3 separate regions of the Mus musculus genome follow, and all the other regions are linked to region 1. Evidence: chromatin contacts called from public Hi-C data. All regions are on one chromosome and are shown on one strand. The core of a region is the stretch at or near the end of the contact, and the rest is flanking DNA. Distances in the headings are between cores, read along the strand shown.

The links. Hi-C and Micro-C count contacts between places; a contact is called where the count stands out from the background.
Region 2: a Hi-C map of bone marrow-derived macrophages shows a contact between it and region 1, with 1.4 times the contacts expected there. The contact joins two enhancer-like sites. A contact is called at or near these places in 3 of 484 Hi-C or Micro-C datasets (bone marrow-derived macrophages, peritoneal macrophages and pre-B cells).
Region 3: a contact with region 1 is called in a Hi-C map of bone marrow-derived macrophages, with 2.9 times the contacts expected there. The contact joins two enhancer-like sites. A contact is called at or near these places in 6 of 484 Hi-C or Micro-C datasets (bone marrow-derived macrophages, cortical neurons, liver and 1 more) and 1 of 115 datasets of contacts at active chromatin or transcription factors (microglia).

Annotation. Positions count from the first base shown.
Region 1 is chr13:10,107,492-10,111,906 of GRCm38.p6, forward strand. All of the region lies in intron 3 of Chrm3 (cholinergic receptor, muscarinic 3, cardiac), which reads right to left. Among named protein-coding and RNA genes, the nearest start is that of Gm26861, 250 kb to the right of the region's middle. Within about 2 kb of position 2,385, at least 12 of the 459 cell types and tissues checked have an H3K27ac peak or open chromatin away from gene starts, as enhancers often do. A contact at or near this core is called in bone marrow-derived macrophages, where this site is marked.
Region 2 is chr13:10,251,633-10,256,075 of GRCm38.p6, forward strand. The region is part of intron 1 of Chrm3 (cholinergic receptor, muscarinic 3, cardiac); the gene reads right to left. Among named protein-coding and RNA genes, the nearest start is that of Gm26861, 110 kb to the right of the region's middle. Within about 2 kb of position 1,634, at least 41 of the 459 cell types and tissues checked have an H3K27ac peak or open chromatin away from gene starts, as enhancers often do. A contact at or near this core is called in bone marrow-derived macrophages, where this site is marked.
Region 3 is chr13:9,880,185-9,884,544 of GRCm38.p6, forward strand. The region is part of intron 4 of Chrm3 (cholinergic receptor, muscarinic 3, cardiac); the gene reads right to left. Among named protein-coding and RNA genes, the nearest start is that of Gm40665, 86 kb to the left of the region's middle. Within about 2 kb of position 2,302, at least 43 of the 459 cell types and tissues checked have an H3K27ac peak or open chromatin away from gene starts, as enhancers often do. A contact at or near this core is called in bone marrow-derived macrophages, where this site is marked.

The sequences.
Region 1 (4,415 bases), core at 1,135-3,634:
CGAACACTTTGAAGACACATTCAAATGGTTTTCTGTGTTCTGTGCGTCAGAGGAGGAACTTCAAATTGGGAAGTTGACCTGTTGTTGAATATGGGAAGCAGCCACGTGTGACTCTTTTAAAGTTAAATTAAGCCCAGAGAATTAAAACTTTATGTCTTCAAATCCTTTCTGTTATTTATTTTTATATGTTATATTTATTTTTATGTGCATTAGTGTTTTGCCTACATGTATGTCTCCATGAGAAAATGGAACAGATCCCCTGGAACAGGAGTTACAGACAGTTCTGAGTTATCTACTTTAAATAAAAAGCAAATATAGATTATAAAAATTCTCATAGAAGAAGAAGGTTCAGAGATGTGCCAATAAAATGGTAATGAGATGTATCTAGAGGTGGAGCAGAGAGAGCCAAGTTCTGTGCAAAGCACCTCTTAAGCTCCCCCTGCCCCAACTCCTTTGTTATAGGAGTAGGTCCTGTGTCAGTATAACCTTACTTTATACTGAGTTTTCTTAAAAATGTTAACAGCAAAGATTAATGCAAATGTCCCTACTTTGTAAAGCTAAACATTCAGAACTCTATATTGTTTCCTAAAATACTTTGAAATACAAAATTTGTGACCCATTGGTATGTAAGAAAATTTATCTTTCATGTATACATCATGTATACATCACATATTTAAAGGTTGAAGTTTTTAGAAAGAACCCAGGTAGGTAACAAAAGTAAAGTATGACTAATTAAGTTGGAAAAATAATTTAATGCTAGCTTTTAAAATACACTATGGACAATGTGAAAAAATGATGAAATTTAAAATATTACCAATAATCCTAATGCCAATTTTTTAGTTCCTTTTCATTGTGCTATTCATTTGCTATAGATTTGTCTGTCTGAGCTGGGCAGTGGTGGCACACACCTTTAATCCCAGCAGTTGGGAGGCAGAGGCAGAGGCAGGCAGATTTCTGAGTTCGAGGCCAGCTTGGTCTACATAGTGAGTTCCAGGACAGCCAGGGCTACACAGAGAAACCCTGTCTCAAAAAACCAAAACAAAATAAACAAACAAACCAAAGCAAAAAAACTCAAAAAGCAAAACAAAACAAAAGATTTGTCTGATTTGTCTATGTATCTATTATGTATCTATCTATCATCTACCTATTATCTATCATCTATCTATCCACCATCTATTTATCATCTAGCTATTGTCATCTATCTATCTATCTATCTATCTATCTATCTATCTATCTATCTATCTATCTATCATCTATTTATCATCTAGCTATTGTCATCTATCTATCTGTCATCTAGCTATGCATCCATTCATCTATCTACCTACCATATACATATCTACTTACCTTTTTACATGATATGCTGAGGATGGAATTCAGTTACTTGTGAATGCCAGGAAAGCATTCTTCCATTGAGCTGCCTTTCCAGCCCTTAATATTAATTTCTGCCAAAGGGTAATTGACACGAGGTCAATTGCTTATTTCATATTACTTGTAAAGCCTGTAGAATATGGACCTAGAGAAGTGTTTCAAGATTGAGTGAATATTATTTTGGCCTGCATGATCATACAGATCAATAAACTAACTTTAGATGAAAGAAAAGCAGATGGACACCAGGGTGGAAGAGAACAAGAAGACAGCCAATCTCTGGCTTAGAGAACTACACATCAGAGAGCCATCCCTTTACCATATACACAAGACATACAAAGAGTATTTAATTTTGGTCTCTTCAAAACATCTTGACTGGGCAGTGGTGGTGCACACCTATAATCCAGTCATTCCAGTCAGAGGCAGGCAGATCTCTTAAGTTTGAGGCCAACTTGTTCTACAGAATGGGTTCCAGGACAGTTAGGCTTATACAGAGAACCCTGGTCTGGGAAAACCAAAAGAAAAGAAAAAGAAAAAAAAAGTATCTTGAAATCATGGAACTCAAAAAATCTGCTAGAAAGGCAGGAATAGATAAAAGTAAGATTATCTCCTATTCTACAGATTGGAAAAAAAAAAATCCCAGTTCAGTCTGTGAGGTCAAGAAAGAGACTAAAGTTTATAAGGAAGTAACCTTGAGCTCTATTGTTAGATCTCCCCCCCCCCCAAAAAAAAGTTGTTTTTGTGACAAAACAAGAAACAGTTTGACATGATTCTGCTTGGCCCTTTGGCATGCAAAAATACTAAGGCTGGCTGACATTCTGGCTGCACAGTTCACAGCTGTGTAATCACTGGGGTCTAGGACTCCTGACTATACTTAGTTCACCCCGTGGATTCCTTTTGAGACCAAGACAATGGAACTTATAATTAGCAAACTACTATAAGTCTAGAACTATGACACATGAATAGAACTCTTCCTTTTTCTCTTCCCCTCTCCAGGAGCATAAAAATAGAACAAGGAACTCAAATCACTTTTAATAAAAATATAACCAAAGATGGAACTTGGCAAGAGCAATGCCCAGTGAGAGAAGCAGGGTGAGTCTTATTTTCCTCTGACACTCAGACTTCTTTCTGACATGCAGGCGTGGATGTGAGCCTGTCAGAGAGGGATTGCTAACCGATGCCTTGCATTTACATCCCCAGTACAGGGGTCAGAGGTCATCCATGCGATGTGCTCACAGCATAAGCAGATATGTGAAAAAAATTAATCACAATACGAAACTGTATAGGCGATATGTATTTTCTTCTATGTCCTGAAGCATTTCACATAGCATTCAAGTTACTCTGTCTTCCAGTGCTTTGTGCCTGGGCGTCTTCTTTGCTCTGCTACTTCTGCTCTCCCGACCTATTACTAAATAAAGTAAGGGTCATTTGAACAAAGTACTGCCAAGCCATGATAGTCAGTCTGATAAACTGAAGGGCTAAGTATTAACAAGCATGTAGCGCATATGGCATGGATCCTGAGAAGAAAAAGATAGATCATGTCCTAAGTGGGACTGACTAAAATCACGGGAGACCTCATAACCCTGCTTAGGAAAAGGTACAATTTACAACTGATTTACAACTTGTGAGTTGTTTACTTGTGGAATTTTCCATTTAATATCTTCTTGATTGATTGATTAATTAGTTGTCTGTAGGTAACAGAAATTTGGGAAACAAAATCGTGAATAAGAGAAATCATATTACAAATCCAACCCAGAGACTATTACTTTCCCTTGGTCCACTGATACTAACTCATTTTTTCTGACTCCTTACTAATTTCTGCTTCATCTCTTTGACAGCTGTCAGATCAATATTCCAAAATAACAGCTCAATTTCCAGTTCAAAATCATCAAGTGACCATGCAACTCCTGGAAACAAGAAAATGGGACAGCAATGTTCCTTTAAGCGTAATCTTTTTTTTTTTCATTATATATGTTGATCGTTTATTTCATTTTTTTTAGCTGTAGAACATGATTACTTTCCAAAGTGTCTTAAAAAAATTATAATTAACAGTAATGCAAGAGAAAGCAAAAACTTGACCTTTAACCGAAACATTATTCAGCAACTTATTGATATGAGTTTCAATAAAATATCAAATTCACATTTTAGAAATTATTTAAAAATATAAATGAGGTAGATGTACATAATCAGAGAAAATGAAAAACCTATTTCACATGAGTTATAATAGTGCAGAGAGCCATGTAACAGGATAAATTAAAGCACGCGCGCGTGCGCGTGTGCACACACACACAGAGTATTCAAGTATCTGCTTATTTATCCCGATTTTCTTTCAAATAGTATTTTAAAATACATTATATGTTTTGAAGTGATGTAAGAACAATTAATGAAAAAGGAGCTATGATATTGAAAGAGAACAGTCATTGGTGATGGTGACAATGGTGGCAGTTGTGCATAGAAGGCTTGGGGGGAAAATAGAAGAATGATCTACTTTTATTATAGTGTAAAAAATTAAAATAAAAATATTTAAAATAAAATATTTATTGCCTTTCTACCCATCCTTTTATTCTTAATTCTAAAAATATATAAAAACTGTATAACTATATTGAAAATAAGTGCACAGTTCATAGAAGAATAGACTCAGGGTCTTGATAGTCTTAAAACTTAATCTTGATTTATCTTTCTGCATTTCCCCTCCAACTCTGTCCCACCTAGAGTGCCCAAAGAAGTGTCCTGATTCTCCTTGGTTCACAGGTTTTTCCCAACTCCAGTTTCTTTTGCCATGTCCACCAGCGGGTTTGCAATTCCTCTGCCAGACTCTTCCTATCACCATCCACCAAACTCTGTCTTTTAAAGTTCAAGCGGGTGCAATCAATTCTTCCTGCCTCATCTCAGCAGAACATTTCCCTTCTGCGTGTCTCATTCTATCCTGCTTTCTGAGTGTATATGACCTATTTTCCACAATTAAATAAATTTGAAAATGTTTAAGCAGTACTAACGTGTCTGGACAATTTTTATAAAGCAACTTCTGGCACTGTAAAGATCTCTATTTC
Region 2 (4,443 bases), core at 384-2,883, 140 kb after region 1:
ACAGAATTTCACTGTGTTTCACAAAATTAAACATAGCCTAACCATATGATCCAGCGATTGCACTCCTTGGCACTCATCCAAACCAGGGATAACTTAGGTCCCCGTGAAGCAGATCACAGATGTTTATAGCAGTTTTAATCATATCTGCCAAAACTTGGGAGCAACAAGATGTTCTTCAGTAGGTGAATGAGTAAATAAAATGTGGTACCTTTCAGACAATGGAAATTTGCTCCATTCTAAAATTAAATGAGCTATTGAGTCATGAAAAAAAAAGGAAGATACTCCAATGAATATTGGGAAGTGAAAGAAGCCAATCCTAAAAGACTGCTTGTTGTTAAGACTCCATCTGTGTGCATTGTGGAAGAGACAAAACTAAAGGAAGCCAGGGGCAGTAAGGAGGTAAGCATAGCTAGGGTTAAGGAGAAGAGGAAAGAGAAAGGGGTAAAGAAGCAAAGTATAAATGACCGTTGGGCAGTGGGACTACTCTCTATGACACTGTGATGTTGGGTAATTGACTCTGAACCTTTGTAAAAACCCTTAGGACTACAAGTTTAATGCGAGTAAAGCCCAGGCTGAAGTGATAGCTCAGATGGTAAGGTGCTTGTCTTCAAATATATAAATCTGACCTTGGACTCCCAAAACTCACATAATAAGCCCTGTGCCATCAATTCCTGTACCCAAGGTTCAAGGAACATCATGAAAGAGGGGTTCAAAAAATTATGAGTCAACTGTGCCTCCTAGGAATGATGGGGAAGCTTCAACTCTGCTACTCCACGGCTGCCTAAATAAGAGTGGCAAGGATACCACCAATAGACATGGAAGGGGAAATCTTAGGATGCCCCAAACCTAGACATAGAACTACAGATGACTAAGGAATGCTGAGGGTGGGAGAAACAGTCTCATCTAGGGATGAGTCCCCTAATTGATTATATAATATCAAATGGTCAGTTCAAAACTCATACAAGTAAGACAAAATTCACTGAACAGGTTATATTTACATGTTTAGGCATATATTACATATGTATGTATGTATGTATGTATGTATCAATAATAATAAATGGGGAAACAAGCCAGGTGCTCTGATGAGCATTTGAAATCCCAGAGGTGGGAGGTAGAGGCAGGCAGAACCCTGAGGTTGGTCAGCCAGCCTGTCTAGACGACTTGGTGAGCTCCAGAGTAGTGTCAAACAAGCATTTTGTCAAACAAGATGGATAGCAACTGAATAATGACATTTAAAATTGTACTATGGATTTCATGTGCATATGCATAGATGTACACACACACACACACACACACACACACACACACACACACACACATACACAGAACCCTAATGTAAGCTATGGATTTTTAATAGCAATGATGTGTTGACAAAGGTTTGTCGGTTATAACAAGCACTGTACTTGGTTTGGGATGGGGCTGGTGGGCATGCTTGTGGTTGGTTGCCTTGGGATAGGTACCATATGAGAACTGTCTGTGCTTGCCATTCAGTCTTCCTAAAACTGCCTTCCACAGTAAGACTAAATACTTTTTAATAAGTTATGTCATAGTGAACTGTCACTCAGGGTGTGGTTTTAACTGTCATTTTCATTCACAAAACTCAACTCTTATTGAAAGAGGAAGTAGCATGATAGCTCTTCAACAATTGCTGGAACCCTGAAACCAGGAAGTCTGTCCACAATGACTCTCCAGTGCCTTGAACAGTGTCTGTCACTGCTGTCAGTGTTGTAACCAATGACTAATTAGATTCATTCATATCATAAATCATTAGAAAGAATTTTATAATTTATTAAAAGTCACACAGAAATTTGTATACACACATTTATAATTTTATATGCACACACACACATATGCTGGAGAGATGGATCAGCAATTTGAAGCACATATTGCTATTATAGAGGACCTGAGTTCAGATTCCAGCACCAACATCCAGCAGCTTACAACCACCAGTAACTCTTAGCTCCAGGGGCTTCAATATCCAATGTTTCCTGCCTCCCATGGTACCTAAACTTATAAGGCACATATTTCCCCATCACCATACACACACACACACACACACACACACCACACGCGCGCGCGCACTCGCATACACGCACACACACATATATATGTATATATAAATAACAACAAATCGTTAAAAAGTCACATTTATGTAGAGACTGCCATATCCAGGGATCCACCCCATAATCAGCATCCAAACGCTGACACCATTGCATACACTAGCAAGATTTTATTGAAAGGACCCAGATGTAGCTGTCTCTTGTGAGACTATGCTGGGGCCTAGCAAACACAGAAGTGGATACTCACAGTCAGCTAATGGATGGATCACAGGGCTCCCAATGGAGGAGCTAGAGAAAGTAGCCAAGGAGCTAAAGGAATCTGCAACCCTATAGGTGGAACAACATTATGAACTAACCAGTACCCCGGAGCTCTTGACTCTAGCTGCATATGTTTCAAAAGATGGCCTAGTCGGCCATCACTGGAAAGAGAGGCCCATTGGACTTGCAAACTTTATATGCCCCAGTACAGGGGAACGCCAGGGCCAAAAAGGGAGAGTGGGTGGGTAGGGGAGTGGGGGTGGGTGGGTATGGGGGACTTTTGGTATAGCATTGGAAATGTAAATGAGCTAAATACCTAATAAAAATGGAAAAAAAGTCACATTTATATATAACTCAAAAATTATAATCGTTAGAAATCTTAGAAAGCATATGAAAAACAGAAAATGACAGGATTAACAATAAATGGTATTATTTGGGAAATAATATAATAACAAAGCTACAAATGACGCTACAGAGTAAAGAGCTATAGGGCATAGGATCATGTTATGATGGCAATTTTCTTACAGTACCATCATTGTTATCAAGTACATTTATATTATATACATTGAAAAATGTAAAAATATATCATTTGAAAATACATTGATATTGGATTAACTTCATAAATCTGGATTTTGTTGTCAAAGACAAAGTTTCAGAAATATAACTCAAAATGTTACATCCCTCCAATACCAAAAGATACATCAATGACATGAGTATGAGTGTGGGACACAGAGACATCTCCCAATGTCCTATGGAGGTCTACCTAAAGCAAAGAAAGGTCAGACCTAACTGTGGAGGTGAAGCTGGAAACAGATTCTGTAAGGACCCCTGATCTGCTTTCCCTGGGGCATCTGTCAGCTCACTCACGAAGGAACCTTAGTTATAACAGCTTCTTGGACTCAGATCTGTGTGATAGGGATTTGGAGTGGAAGTTAGTACATGAAGCTACAGCACTTGAAGAAAGACTGGACACTGAAAACAGAATGACCATCAGCAGAAAGACAGGGAGGGGGACAGGAAGGAAGAAGGACATTGGGATCTGGGTGGTGGGACTAATAACTGCCTTTCACATGATGTAATCAAGTTTGAGTTCTGCAGTTCTTGCTAAATAATGATGGCATTGGTGTGCACAGGACAGAGATGACAGCCTGAGCAATGAGCTTCAGCTCATCTCTGCTTCACAGACTCTCTTTCATTGCAGCTGTTTCCCAAAGTCTCTAGACATCGGTGCAGTTAGACTACTGGTGATTTAAAGGTATGGGCTGTCTCTAGAGCTCAAGGAGTTCCCTTCGTTTAGTGAAGTCCCAGATGCAAGCCCTGAATCCTACAAGCAACTAGCAAATATAGGGTTGTGCAACCCCAGGTAGCAGATCTGTGTTGCTCTCGACTGTGGTCAGAGAAGTTTCTTTTTGTAGAGGGCAGTAGTGAATGCAAAGACCCCCAATTGTTCAAAGTGCTGAGAATGGGTGACTGTGAGCATGCAGCCATAGATGGAACATCGATATCAACTGCACATCCTCCAGGCTCTAGCAACATCATGGAAGAAGGGGAAGAAAGAATGTAAAACCCATTGAATGGAGAGGTGCTCTGAGAAGTACTACCTTCTGGGCAAACACAGCTGTTGCTCAAGTGAGCTCACAGCAGCTGTGGCTACCTCCAAACGACCACACAAGATTAAGGTGGTTTAAGTTGCAGCGTGGATGGGTAGGGAATCCTGGCTTAGGGGCTCTTGGCAGGGCAATAAAAAGTTCATGAAGCTGAGAAGGAAATATGCTGGAGAGACTTGGTAAGGAAGAGCAGGAGGTAGATATGCTCACACTACTTCATACACACTTATCAATTCTTTTTTTCCTTTTTTATTAGATATTTTCTTCATTTACATTTCAAATGCTATCCCTAAAGCCCCCATACCCTCCCCCACCCTGCTCTCCAACCAGCCCATTCCTGCTTCCTGGCTCTGGCATTCCTCTGTACTGGGGCCTATGGTCTTCACAAGACTAGGGGCTTCTCCTCCCATTGATGGCTGACTAGGCCATCCTCTACTACATATGCAACTAGAGACATAGCTCTGAGGGGGTACTGGTTAGTTCATATTGTTGTTTCTCCTATAGGGTTGCAGACCCTT
Region 3 (4,360 bases), core at 1,052-3,551, 230 kb before region 1:
TGGAGAGACTTTATCTTCCTAGGGTCTCATTTTCTGCAAAGGTTCTTAGACACAGAATCTAAAAAAGTTTTTCTTTTTTTCTGCCAGGTTTGCACAGCAACCTTATTTACACATATTACCAGTTTAGTGCTACTCTGTGTCATGCACTAACACCCATGGCAAGGGTCCCTTGCCATTGTGGCATGGTTCAGGGTTCTGCTCTCATGGGAACGAATAATGTTCTGGTGTCTTGTTTTTTTGTCTTATGATGACCATGCGGATTTCATTACATAAAGAAACATAATATCCAGAAATCCCAAGGCTTCTTGTCTGTCGTCTCTCATCCTTTCTTGCTAAAGGGTGACAGATTCCTATGACTGGCTTTCTTTTGTGTCCAAGCTGACACTCTTCCAGCAAGGTTTGAGACAGGCATTTGTCACCTGGCCCCGAGTCCTTGACCACAGTCATGGACTTGACACATAGCCAAACAAAGTGCATCAGCTTGGCCAATGCATGTAGATGCTAGGAAGATAGAAAGGTCTTTCGTCTTTGGAGGTGCTGGGTGCTGTTCACCACCTTTGTATCTGTGTACAAAATCTGAGAGTAAGGGAAGGCAAATGGAAGATGAGGTAGCAGCAGGATGGGGTGAAACCCTGAGAAACAGATACAATCTGAGGACAGGCCTTTCAACACTAGACATAGCTACATCTGAATCAATAGAACCACTTCGACCTTGCATTTATACTACTTCTACTCCTCCTCCTCCTCCTCCTCCTCCTCCTACTACTACTACTACTACTACTACTACTACTAAAATCTCCCTTTGTTCCCTGCAGTTCTGAAGGAACAATTTGATTATCCATAGATAATGGCTCTTGATTCACCTATTTGGTTAAAGTAGCAAGTGAATATTCTAGGCTAGTCTACCTCTCTAATATATAACTTGAGGGTTATAGCTAATCCTAACTATACTTTTTTTTTTTTTTAACAAACAAGTGGATTTGAATTGCTCTGACCACACATGCAATAATCTGCTGTATCAGGTTATGTAAATCTGTGTCATGGTAGAAACCATTGACTCTTTTCATTTGTTGTGAATGCCAACTGTACAGAAATAAATTTGTTTAAAGTGTTTTTATTATATTTATTTATTAGCTTATCTTTTTTTGTACATGTGATATACATATTGTGGGTGCATATGCCATGGTGCATGGGTGGAGGTCAGAAGACAATCTGGGGGATTTGGTGCTCTCTTTCTACCATGTGGGTGCTGGGAATGTGCCTCAGGTCAACAGTGGTTGCAAGTGCCTTTGTGTGTTGATCCATCTCACTGGCTCTTGAAATTTGTTTTTAAAAAGTTAAAAAAAAATGAGTAGGACTAAAAGAAAATAATTTTGGCATCAGCAAATCTCCTTAAAATCACTTATTGTAAGCTGCTGTGTTTGGTCTGTGGAATCCAGAAGTCACAGCCTATGTGCTTACGATCTGTCCTACAACTGAGAGCAAAGACATGAATAAAGTCTTGTTTTTCTAAAGTCAGTCATGCAGGCAGTAAGAAATCCCTCCCTGCAGACAGTCACATGATATTTTATAAACTGAAAACAACTAGACTTGTTCAGTTGAGCAACAGTATCAAAGAATGTAAGAAATTTGGAAATAAGTCTCAGGTCAGCTATTTTCTTATAGCTTCTCTCGTCCTTCTGGTCCACAAAGCATATAGTCCTATCATCTATCCAGAAAAGTGAGCCGAAACTCTCAACTTTTAAACCTCTTACTTGGAAAGTCTAAGTTACTTCTTGCTCCCAGAACTCTAAATTATTTCTATTTCTTTATATTTTTAAATTAGATTTGCTTATTTTATGTGTGAATGTTTTGCTTGCACAGTCTGTGCACTACCGGTGTGTTTGGTGTTCAGAGAGGTCAGGAGAGTATATCCAATTCCCCGGGACTGTAGTTACAGAGGGCTGTGAACCAGCACACGGATGCTGGGATTCAAACCCATGTCCCATGCAAGAGCAGCAAGTGCTCTCAACCATGGAGCCATCTCTCCAGCTCTCTAATTCTATCTCCACTTTAATTATTCTTTTTCTTATCCTAATCGTGGGAAGTCTTTTGCAGTTTGCAACCATTTTTTTTGAAAGACCAGATACATGGTGTTTCCTCTTTGTAAATCTGGTATATGTCATATTCAGGGCTTATTTTGGGTCTCTGCTTTGGACAGGAGTGTGTCTGTTTTCTGTCATAGTTCATTACAACACTCAGCAGCTATGTCATCATGAATAGAAAGATCGCATCAGGCCACTAGGTGGCAAAGTTGACTCAAAGAACAACTTTGCTGCTGTAAGATGCCTAAGCAGCCTGCTGTCCCTGACCACAGACTTGGAATTCAGCTTAGTTCAGTCACGCGGTAGGTCGGTCGGCAGAGGATATCAAACAGGGTGGACAGAGCTTTCCACTCAAACATGTCTTTAAAGGGAATCAAACTTGTGAACCTAAGCCCTCATCTTCATCTCAAGCTGTGAGGAGGAGAGACGTTGCCTAATATGGTACAGTGATTCTTCTTGTGAACAAAACAATCCTGAAGGCTAAAAGTGGGATAAAATTCCACTTAAAAGGGAGAAAGCTTGTTTTTAAAAAGATGATGTATCAGACTTCCCGCCCGATTGCTGCCTTTCGTAAGCTTTTATTTGACCGTGACAACAGGATGTGAAAGGCTTGGCTGAGGCTTGTGAAATAACACCGTTTTACCTAAAAAACCAAACATCTAAGTAGGATAGTTGTGGATCTCCACAAACACCTTTCAGGCCTAGAACATTTTTTTATCAGTGTTTTTAGAGAAATGGAATGGAGTCAAAAGCAAACATGAGTAATTCTTTTCAAACACCAGAAAGACCCCTCTCATCGGAGCCAATTAGTGCAGTGTCCCCAGGGTTCTTAGAGGAGGGAAGACCTTTACGTAAGATCTAAGATTTATCTACTGTCTTTCTACATTCTGAAGGTCATTCAATGTCATCCCCTGTGACTGCTAGGCTTTTGTTGTTAAAGGGAAGCAGCTACACTTTGAGGAAATACCGCTTGATCTTACATAACCGTGGAATTCATTTTGCTTAAAGATCTCCTAGGGGTCAGGGGATGGCTCAGTTGGTAAAACACTGGGCACTCAAGAGTAAGGACCTAAGTTTGGATGCCCTACAATTCAAGTAAAGAAGGAGCACCATAGTGTGTATTCCTGTCATTCCTGCTCTCCTAGCGTGGCGGGATGGGACAGCAGGATCCATAGAAGCTGGCTCGCCAGCTAGCTTATTATATACAGCCACAAAAATAATAAGGGACTCTGTCTCAAGCAAGGCAGCAGGTGGGGACTGAAACCTGTGGTGGTCCTCTGACCTCCTTTTATTCTTTTTTTTTTAATTAGTTATTTTCCTCATTTACATTTCCAATGCTATACCAAAAGTCCCCCATACCCTCCCCCCCACTCCCCTACCCACCCACTCCCCTACCCACCCACTTCCACTTTTTGGCCCTGGCGTTCCCCTGTACTGGGGCATATACAGTTTGCGTGTCCAATGGGCCTCTCTTTCCAGTGATGGCCGACTAGGCCATCTTTTGATACATATGCAGCTAGAGTCAAGAGCTCCGGGGTACTGGTTAGTTCATAATGTTGTTCCACCTATAGGGTTACAGATCCCTTCAGCTCCTTGGCTACTTTCTCTAGCTTCTCCATTGGGAGCCCTGTGATCCATCCATTAGCTGACTGTGAGCATCCACTTCTGTGTTTGCTAGGCCCCGGCATAGTCTCACAAGAGACAGCTACATCTGGGTCATTTCAATAAAATCTTGCTAGTGTATGCAATGGTGTCATTCTGGCGGTTCCTCAGAAAATTGGACATAGTACTACCGGAGGATCCAGCAATACCTCTCCTGGGCATATATCCAGAAGATGCCCCAACTGGTAAGAAGGACACATGCTCCACTATGTTCATAGCAGCCTTATTTATAATAGCCAGAAGCTGGAAAGAACCCAGATGTTCCACCTATAGGGTTGCAGTTCCCTTTAGTTCCTTGGGTGCTTTCTCTAGTTCCTCCATTGAATTTAGTCATTTCTTTTCTTTTTTTTTTTTTTTTCAACCCAGATGCCCCTCAACAGAGGAATGGATACAGAAAATGTGGTACATCTACACAATGGAGTACTACTCAGCTATTAAAAAGAATGAATTTATGAAATTCCTAGCTATTTTTTTAAGGTCCACACTTAAAAGACTGTCTTTATAGCCAGACAGACATGTTCCACATATCTGATTTTCTTTAATATTCCCATTTGTTTGCACATTCCAACTGATACATCTCTATATGCAATTGTAACTTTGAAAAAACAAAACAA